3 separate regions of the Pan troglodytes genome follow, and regions 1 and 2 are each linked to region 3. A link is a contact called in public HiChIP or PLAC-seq data. All regions are on one chromosome and are shown on one strand. Each heading gives the region's core, a stretch centred on a gene start, on an enhancer-like site or on the middle of the called end of the contact. The rest is flanking DNA. Distances are from core to core; before and after follow the strand shown. Region 1 holds the start of ASH2L (ASH2 like, histone lysine methyltransferase complex subunit). Region 2 holds the start of TACC1 (transforming acidic coiled-coil containing protein 1). Region 3 holds the start of NSD3 (nuclear receptor binding SET domain protein 3).

Region 1 (2,700 bases), core at 88-2,587, 280 kb after region 3:
CTGGGATTACAGGCATGAGCCACCGTGCCTGGCCTGAATGTATTTTTGATTCGCTTAAAAATGTAAAAACAAGGCCGGGCGCGGTGGCTCACGCCTGTAATCCCAACACTCTGGGAGGCTGAGGCGGGAGAATCAACTGAGGTTAGGAGTTCGAGACCAGCCTGGCCAACATGGTGAAACCCCGTCTCTACTAAAAAGACAAAAAAAGAAGCCAGGTGTGTTGGCAGATGCCTGTAATCCCAGATACTCGGGAGGCTGAGGCAGGAGAATCGCTGGAACCCGGGGGGAGGAGGTTGCAGTGAGCCGAGATCGCGCCACTGCATTCCAGCCTGGGCGACAGAGCAAGGCTCCGTCGCAAAAAAAAAAAAAAAAAAAAGAAGAAGAAATAATTAAAAACAAACCCTATTTTGTCTTGCAAACAACTAAAAATACTTACTAGTGTATCTTTTCCATTAGATGATTCTGTCTCCAAGCCACCGCTTACATCGACCAAGTTTGCCTCCCTATAAGATAATGAAAGCGCTCAAGTAGGAATTCTCAAGACAAACCTCAAAATGCCTATTCCCAAAAATGATGATCAAATTACAGCCGAACTTCATACTCCTGCAGCTTTTTCAGCTAAGCCTGATCTCAGACTGGATGCCCAAGGTACTGTGAGGATACTGAGAAGGTGGACATGTCAGACAGTCGCGGACCCACGGAGCACAGGGAAGCCTAACCGGCCTTTACAGTCAAATCTACCTGGGTTAGAGTTGGTCCTGGGAGAGGTTCAAAGAGAGGCAGCTCTCCCACCCTGTTTTCAGAGTGACCGTTACTTCTTCCAGTCTGGCACTGCAAAGTGGTTTCTTTTCTGGAATATGTGAAGGCCTCACGTTAAACTGTGAGCTACCAGCTTCCTGCCAGGGTGCAAGGATCAGAGATAACGACAGGAGCCTCAGCTCCCACCGCCCGTGAAAGGTGCGGAAGGGGCGTTATCCGAGATATGCTTGAGAGGGGACGGGCCAAGCGGCGCAGAGGCAGGGCGAGCCATTGGCGGCGGGGCCTGGGTTCGCAGGGGGCGGGCGGCAGGGCTCCAGGAGCCGCGGGATTCGCGAGGGGCGGGCCTCCCTCCCGCGTCTTCCTCGGGCGGCAGGACCTCTTACCCGCCTTCAGCCTCCCCGGAACTGGGCTCAACTGTCGGAGCAGCAGAGGTCCCCTCTCCAGGAGGAGCGGCTGCTCCCGCTGCCACCGGCTTCATCTCCCCCTCTTCTGCCCCTGTTGCATTTGCGGCCGCTCCTGGGCCAGGCCCGGCACCCGCTTCCTGGCCAGGTCCTGCTCCTGCCGCCGCCATCACGGCCACCCCTGGACTTCTCGCGAGAATACTCTCTTCTCTCGCGCGCGTTGCTGTGTGACGCTGTAGTCTTCAAACAGAAAAAGCCCGCGGTGCGTCCACCGCCTGCCTGAGGAAGCCTAATTCCACGACCGCTTTAAGGCCAGGCGCGCGGGTAGAGGTGGGCCGGCCTCCCGCGCCGGCGGTGGCCGCTGGCCTGGCAGGCTGAAGGTGGAGGAAGCTAGATGGTTAGTGCGGCTCTCTGGAGGACTTCTTTTCGAGTCAGGGACTGACGCGGCGTATTTTCGTGGCTACGACTGGATATTCTGCGCAGAAGAGGGTCCTTGAGAGCGCTGGCCGTGCCGCCAAACACTCCTCACCACCGAATGTGGGAAACGTCTTCCTTGGAGTCTAGCACTCCCTGCCCGCCCCGGATGGAATTTGGTTTTCTGCGCAGGGTCGCCCCTTGGAGCCCGTTTCCAAATGATCTTAAGAGGGAAGGGAATCTAGGGAGGCCGATTCCAGGGGCGAGGGTGGAAAACCCAGGCCGGGCAGCCGAGGAGCGGCGTGGGCACTAGAAGCGGCTCGCCGCTTCCTACTGTGAGAGGCGGAAAGCGAAGCCCGGGGGTGTGCCGGGGCACTCGGAATGTAGACAAGTTTGGTGCCCAGCGAAAGGAAGAGGTGTGGACTGAAAGTACGAACTTGGGAAGTCATCAACAGTAGCTGGTGGCTGGCATCAGTGGAGTGAGTTGAGTCTTTCAGAGCCATGGTCTCCAAACTCGAGAATGCAAACCTCTAAGAGTGTTGCGGCCAGGAACGTTTTCAGGACACCAGTGTTTATCCTATATCCTAAAATGTTGCCTAACGATAATACACTCTTCTCCCGCTTTACACAAGAACGGCGCACCCCTCGCCAATCCTCAGTCTAATCTTACTGTGATGTGTCCACCGATAGTGTAGGAATCTCTGGGCCACTGGACGCCATGGGAAATACGTAGATATTGATTTCCCAATTGGTTCTCAATTATTGGTTTTCAACAAAATTGAAGAAAGACCTAACTGAGTTGCCAGGTGACATTTTTAAAATTGGTGATAAATACTGAAATCAGGGGTTGGTACTCCAAAGAGAAGCAGGATGCTTGATCTAAGTATCTCCTCCCAAATACGTAGTATTGTAGCAGTTTTAACATATGGTCGCAGAATTTTGTGTTTTCTTGTTGTTTGTTTGAGACAGAGTCTCGCTCTGTCGCCCAGGCTGGAGCGCAGTGGCCCGATCACGGCTCACTGCAACCTCCACCCCAGGTCCAAGCGATTCTCCTGCCTCAGCCTCCCGAGTAGCTGAGATTACAGGTATCTGTCACCACGCCCTGCTAATTTTTGTTAGTAGAGGC
Region 2 (2,931 bases), core at 381-2,880, 340 kb before region 3:
TCCTGCCTCAGCCTCCTGAGTAGCTGGGATTACAGGTACCTGCCACCACGCCCAGCTAATTTTTATATTTTTAGTAGAGATAGGGTTCCACCATATTGGCCAGGCTAGTCTCGAACTCCTGACCTCAAGTGATCTGCCCGCCTCGGCCTTCCAAAGTGCTGGGATTACAGGTGTGAGCCACCGCGCCCGGCCACACAAGACGTTTTTTAAGTTCAAAAGCCATTTTCTAAGAGAAACAAATGTATATAATAAGCGTGAACCCAGCTGAGTACTCCTTATGCAAAAGCCATGCTGAGTTCTCTGAGCAGGTCCAGTGTCAGCACATGTATTGCCAAGGCTGGCCTTCCAGAGACCGACTGCCGGGTGTCCCTCACGAAGCCAAGGACTACACGCAGGCTCCTGGGTAGACCAGTTAGCTCTGCCCCAGACAGAAACGTTTAAGACAGCACCTGAGTTCTGTCCATAAACGCAGGGCACTGATGCTCAAGGGCCCTGACCAGGGTCTGTGCCACATCCCTGCACCCGGAGAAACAACTCAAGGTAGTTGTCCCTATGGCAGTGGGCAGAAGGAAGGGACGGAGAGAGCATCTGGGCCAGAAGAACACATGGCCCAGGTCCCGGAAAACAGCCGCGCCCCGTTCACCGTGGTGAGAATGCTTTTCCCAGCCCTGTCCCCTTCTCACTTCTCCCCGAATCTATTCCCAGATGAAGGTATTTATGACTGCTCCTGGGCATTTCAGGGGCGGAAAGAAAAAAGAAGAGAAGAGAGAAGCAAAGGGAAAAGAAAAGAAAAGGGAAAAGAAAAGAAAAGAGAAAAGAAAATAAAGAAAAGAGCAAAATCAGGGATTCACAATATTTACTTCCTAGAATTCTGCCATTTAATACCTCCCACACCAAACAAAATATGTGGTTCCAGAGACCCAAGAATTAAAGTTCAACTTGGAAAGAGAGAGGGAAAAGGAATGCCTGAACTTATTCCAGATTCGAGGCCAGTCCACCCACCACCCGGCGCATACCCAAGCGAGGGAAACACCTCAGCCCCAGGCTTAAAGGACATCACCTCGTTTTGCTCAATAAGTGTGAAGTGGCCTCAGGAACGTGCAGTCCCCCGTTTCCTACCTCTTCGGCGGGGGTCCCCAGAGTCGGTCCCCAGGGTCGCTCCCCTCTCCCTTCTGCGCCACCTGCTACCGCTGATTTCGCATCTCTCCTGGGGAAGCCACGGGGCGATCAGGGAGGAGTTCCGAGGAAGGAAGGGGAGGGCATGGTCTCCCAACCAAGCACTTGGTTCCAGGGAAAAGGATGTTTTGTAACTTTCAGCTTGAATTTCCAGAGGCAGAACAGGAAATGTCCACGGGGCTGGAGCTCAAGTGCGAAGTCAGCCGGGTCTGCGGCTCCTTTCCGAGGGGCGCCTCCTACGTGCTCCCGACGCTGGCCCTGTCTGGAATTTAAAGCTCCGTCTGAATTCTGGTGCCTTTTCCCCTCTTACTCCTTCCTCTAGCACTTCTTTTTTTTTTTTTTTTTTTTTTCTTAGTGGAACGTCAGCTTCGTTCCTGACATGCTGGAAAAAGTTTCTTTTGCTTCAACTTGGCTCAGAAACATCCTGTCCTTGTGAGAGTATTTCTCCTATTACAAAGTTCAGTTTAAAAAAGCGAGCTGTTTTGCCAACTTTTGTACTGAGAACATTTTTGACGGATTTTTTCCCCCTGATCGCTTGGATTCCAAGAAACATACACACCCACATCCCTCTGCTTTTTGTTTTTTTTTTCCTTCTAATTAAAAAATAGTAATAATAGCTGGTTGGACTGGGCACAGTGGTTTGTGCCCATAATCCCCGCACTTTGGAAGGCTGAGGCAGGAGAATTGCTTGAGCTCAGGAGGTTGAGACCAGCCTGGGCAACATAGTGAGACCCTGTCTCTACACAAAATTTAAAAACTAGCCTGGCACAGTAGCTTGTGTCTGTAGTCCCAAATACTTGAGCCCAGGAGTTGGAGGCTGCAGTGAGCTATGATTGAGCCACGGCAATCCAGCCTGGGCAACAGAGTGAGATCCTGTCTCTAATGATAATAATAGTAATAATAACAATAGCTGGTGAAAGATTGCAGTGCAGGCCAGGTGCTGTGGCTCACTCCTGTAATCCCAGCACTTTGGGAGGCCAAGGTGGGCAGATCACCTGAGGTCAGGAGTTCAAAACCAGCCTGGCCAACATGGCGAAACCCCATCTCTATTAAAAATACAAAAATTAGACAGGTGTGGTGGTGGACACCTGTAATCCCAGCTACTCGGGAGGCTGAGGCACAAAAATCTCTTGAACCCTAGAGGCGGAGGTTGCAGTGAACCTAGATCACGCCACTGCACTCCAGCCTGGGCAACAGAGCGAAACTCCCTCTCAAAAAAAAAAAGAAAAAAAAATCGCAATGCAGGTGTTCCTGTTCTTAAACTGTGGGCAGTAGGGTGCTGCCTCACTCAGCCTTGTCTGTGTGATCATGTTCCCCACAGCACAGTGTGCATCCTGTGTGGTAAAGAGGAGTAACAGGTAATGATTCAGGTCTTCAAGGCTCTCTCTTAGTTCTAGGTCTTTCTATAATAGTCACACAAGAATTGGCTACTTTTTTCAAATGGGGTCCCATTTCAAATTACAAACTCCATCTCCTCTGCTCCCTGCCCCCACCCCCCACCGCAGGGATAGGCCTGAAAGACCCCTGGTTGTGATTTGTGGAGATGATTGGGTGGAAGTACACAGGGCTGAGAGGCTGATCATAAGATTCAGTTGTTGGTAACTGCCCAGGGAGTAGCATGTCTGTGAATTGTCAAATGCTACCACAAATTGGGAACCTTTAGGGTACTCGTTGACCCCTGCAACAAAACTCAGTAGTTTTCATAGTGTTAATTGGGAATTTGTTCACAAGCAGGAAATGAGAACATTTCCTCTG
Region 3 (2,984 bases), core at 466-2,965:
AAAAAGAGAAGGGCTAAGAACTCTTCTTATTGAGATGTTTGTTCAAAGTAATGTCCGTCTTCCCTAGTTATGAGACTTGGCAATTTCTTTGACTTTCAGGATAAGAGATTTATCATGTAAGATTCTGTATGTAATCTTCAGAAGAGAAATTTTTTAAAAAATATTTTTTCCTCCATGACTCTGGCCCTGAGAATTGTGTTAGATTGCTGTCTTAATGAGCTCCTTGCTCATTTTCTATGGCGAACAGTAAGCATCGTCTAAACCTCAGAAGATGTTAGATACTGAAAATGTAAACTATTATTTTTAATGGCCATTTTCCTAAATATGCCACCAGATCAAGTATACTAACTGTATTTTGTAATGTTTTGCAGGAAAAGACTATGCATCTACTTCACATAACTCCAATTTTAAACTCTTGCTGTCAGCATAGCTATTAGAAACAGGCTAATATAAGATCCCTGGGGACAATTTACTAGATTCTCCTCAAGGGAGAAACCCAGGTGCCGGGTCAAGGCAACAGTTTATCAACAAAGCAAGGAAGACACAGGAGGAAGAAAAAGAAGAATGGAGGTAGAAAGGCTCATAGAAAAAAAAAAAAGACCAATTTAATCCCTCTTTCCTGGAGATAGAATTAAGCTAGACTTGGTGGCCCGCTTTGGCCATCTGTGTTTTAAAATGGCATATCACAAATAAAAAGTATGCTTTTACTGATAGCTGTAACTTGTGGTACTACTTAAAGCATACGTTTAAAAATATTTAATGATTAATAGTAATGAGAATTTTTTTTTTTTTGAGACATAGCCTCGCTGTGTCGCCCAGGCTGGAGTGCAGTGGCGCGATCTCGGCTCACTGCCAGCTCCGCCTCCCGGGTTCACGCCATTCTCCTGCCTCAGCCTCCTGAGTAGCTGGGACTACAGGCGCCCGCCACCACGCCGGGCTACTTTTTTGTATTTTTAGTAGAGACGGGGTTTCACCGTCTTAGCCAGGATGGTCTCGATTTCCGGACCTCGTGATCCGCCTGCCTCGGCCTCCCAAAGTGCTGGGATTACAGGCGTGAGCCACCGCGCCCGGCCAATATTGATAATTCTCCGTATCTAGTATTAACCGGGTTACGTTTAAAAAAAATAGTTCATAATTAGTGCCCTTTTAAATAACTGATCTGTAGAAATCATTTAATTTCCTTAAGTGATATTTAAAGATAGAGATATCTAATTTCTTGTAATACTACCAAAGACATCCAGCACTATAACGTCTACAGAGTATGACGTCTAGCGGTAAAATGGCTTTATTCTCAGAACAGAGTATCGGTTTCCTCATTTGCTTGCTGCCTCTGTTTCCTTTTTACGTTCACGTCTCTGTGCTGTAACCTTCCAAATCCTTATCACCAGGCCCCAGGAAATATCACCTGGTCGGCACACTCCTGCAGGGCTAGATCACTGTGCACACACTTAACCTTCCATTGTTTCCCATATGTTTCCTAGGATGCGGGGGGCTAGAGGATGACGGAGAGTTGCCTCCCGGTTCTTCCTCTCGTTCTTATCTGGGCCCTCTAGGACAAATGTCCCTCACGTCCCTCGATGCGAAGGTCTGGCCGCGAGCGGCCGCGGCCTCCGGCACGTGACGGTCACGGAGCCGTCGCGGTCCCCCGCGGCTGGGGGGCACCCGGGGATGCGGCGGGCGCTGACGTCGTCCTCCCGGTTACCCACAAGCCTCCGGGCCGCAGCAGAGCAGGAAGAGGCGCGCGGGGCCGGCGCCTGCTGGGGAGGTCGAGGCGCTCCCTCGGCGAGCCGGCGCCGCCGGCCGGGCCTCCTACTGCTTGCAACCGGGGGAGGGGGACCATCCGACAACTCAGCCAGGGCTGAGAGGGAGACGACGCCAAGGCGGTCTTGCATCGCCCCCGGCTTTCCAAATGCAGACCCTACTGGAACCGGAGCCCTTCCCTGACAGCCGTAGGACGGGAGACGGCCGAGGGGTCGCCTGGACTGCCCCGCCCTCGCGCGGTCACCCACCGGGGACCGTGCGAGGGTCGCTTCTAACCCTTAGGAGCTAGAGAGCCGAGTCACCCTGAGGAGCGCCGTATGGCGCTGGTTGCGCGTTGTTCTTTAATCAGCCTCACTGAACGCGCCGAGCCCAGTTTTACCTCCCGGGCCCCACCTTTCCACGCCTCCTCCGGCTTCCCGGGGTGTTTTGTGTGTCACTCTCCCACGTACAGTCCCTCCCCGTCCCTCGTCCCTCGGCTCTCTCGCCCCGTCTCCCTAGTCGTCCAGACGCTAGCTGCCGCGGGCGTTCCTGGTTCGCGCTCCCGCCCCCTCCGCCCCGCTGACTCGCCGCTTCCTCCGGAGCCCCAGCGTCCCGAACCCGGGACTGCATTTCCCGGCAGGCGCCGCGGCCCGCGGCCAATGAGGGGCTGAGGATTTGGCGGCGGCGGCGCCCCGAGAGTCGGGGTGGGGGGGCTTTGTGCGCGGCGGCGGCGGGAGAGGCGGCGGCGGCGGCCAGCACGGAGGCGGAGGCCGAGGGGGCTGTGCACAGGTCGCCGCGGAGAGGCGTGCGAATTCCGAGCCGAGCGCCGAGGACCGTGCTACCCAGGCCGGGCTGCCAGCCGCAGGCTCCTCTCTGGCAGCAGCGGCGGCGCGGCGACCCCCGTCCCTCGGCCTCCCCTTCCCATCCCACCTCCCGAGCCTTCCTCTTCCCGCAGCACGCCCGGCCCGGCCCGGCCGTGGCCCTCCTCAGTGCCGGCCGCCATGGCAGAGGCGTCCGGCGCGGGGAAAATCTAGCCCGGGGATTTCATGCGGCCTAGCTCGGTTCCGCCTCCTCCCCGCGCGGCCCCAGCGGCTGCCCGCACCCCAGCCCCACTCCGGGCCTCCGTGTCTCTCCTGTGATCGCACTGACACGGCCGGGGGGTTAGAATGGAACAAACTGAAGGTAAAGTGCGTGTGCGTGTGTGTATGTGTGTGTGTGTGCGCGCGCGCGCGCGCGTGTGTAGT

What was found. HiChIP or PLAC-seq counts read pairs in DNA pulled down with a chosen protein or histone mark.
Region 1: an H3K4me3 HiChIP or PLAC-seq map of stem cell-derived excitatory neurons shows a contact between it and region 3, with 2.1 times the contacts expected there. The contact joins the promoter of ASH2L here to the promoter of NSD3 in region 3. A contact is called at or near these places in 1 of 1 datasets of contacts at active chromatin or transcription factors (stem cell-derived excitatory neurons) and 1 of 1 other capture datasets (stem cell-derived neural stem cells).
Region 2: a contact with region 3 is called in an H3K4me3 HiChIP or PLAC-seq map of stem cell-derived excitatory neurons, with 4 times the contacts expected there. The contact joins the promoter of TACC1 here to the promoter of NSD3 in region 3. A contact is called at or near these places in 1 of 1 datasets of contacts at active chromatin or transcription factors (stem cell-derived excitatory neurons) and 1 of 1 other capture datasets (stem cell-derived neural stem cells).

The regions. Positions count from the first base shown.
Region 1 is chr7:46,505,464-46,508,163 of NHGRI_mPanTro3-v2.0_pri, reverse strand. ASH2L (ASH2 like, histone lysine methyltransferase complex subunit) reads right to left here and starts at 1,337. Exons shown (of 16, transcript NM_001280515.1): 1 at 1,143-1,337; 2 at 437-503. The coding sequence starts at 1,330.
Region 2 is chr7:47,125,871-47,128,801 of NHGRI_mPanTro3-v2.0_pri, reverse strand. TACC1 (transforming acidic coiled-coil containing protein 1) reads right to left here and starts at 1,630. Exons shown (of 13, transcript XM_063817038.1): 1 at 1,120-1,630.
Region 3 is chr7:46,782,120-46,785,103 of NHGRI_mPanTro3-v2.0_pri, reverse strand. It overlaps NSD3 (nuclear receptor binding SET domain protein 3), which reads left to right and starts at 1,715. Exons shown (of 24, transcript XM_519713.8): 1 at 1,715-2,922.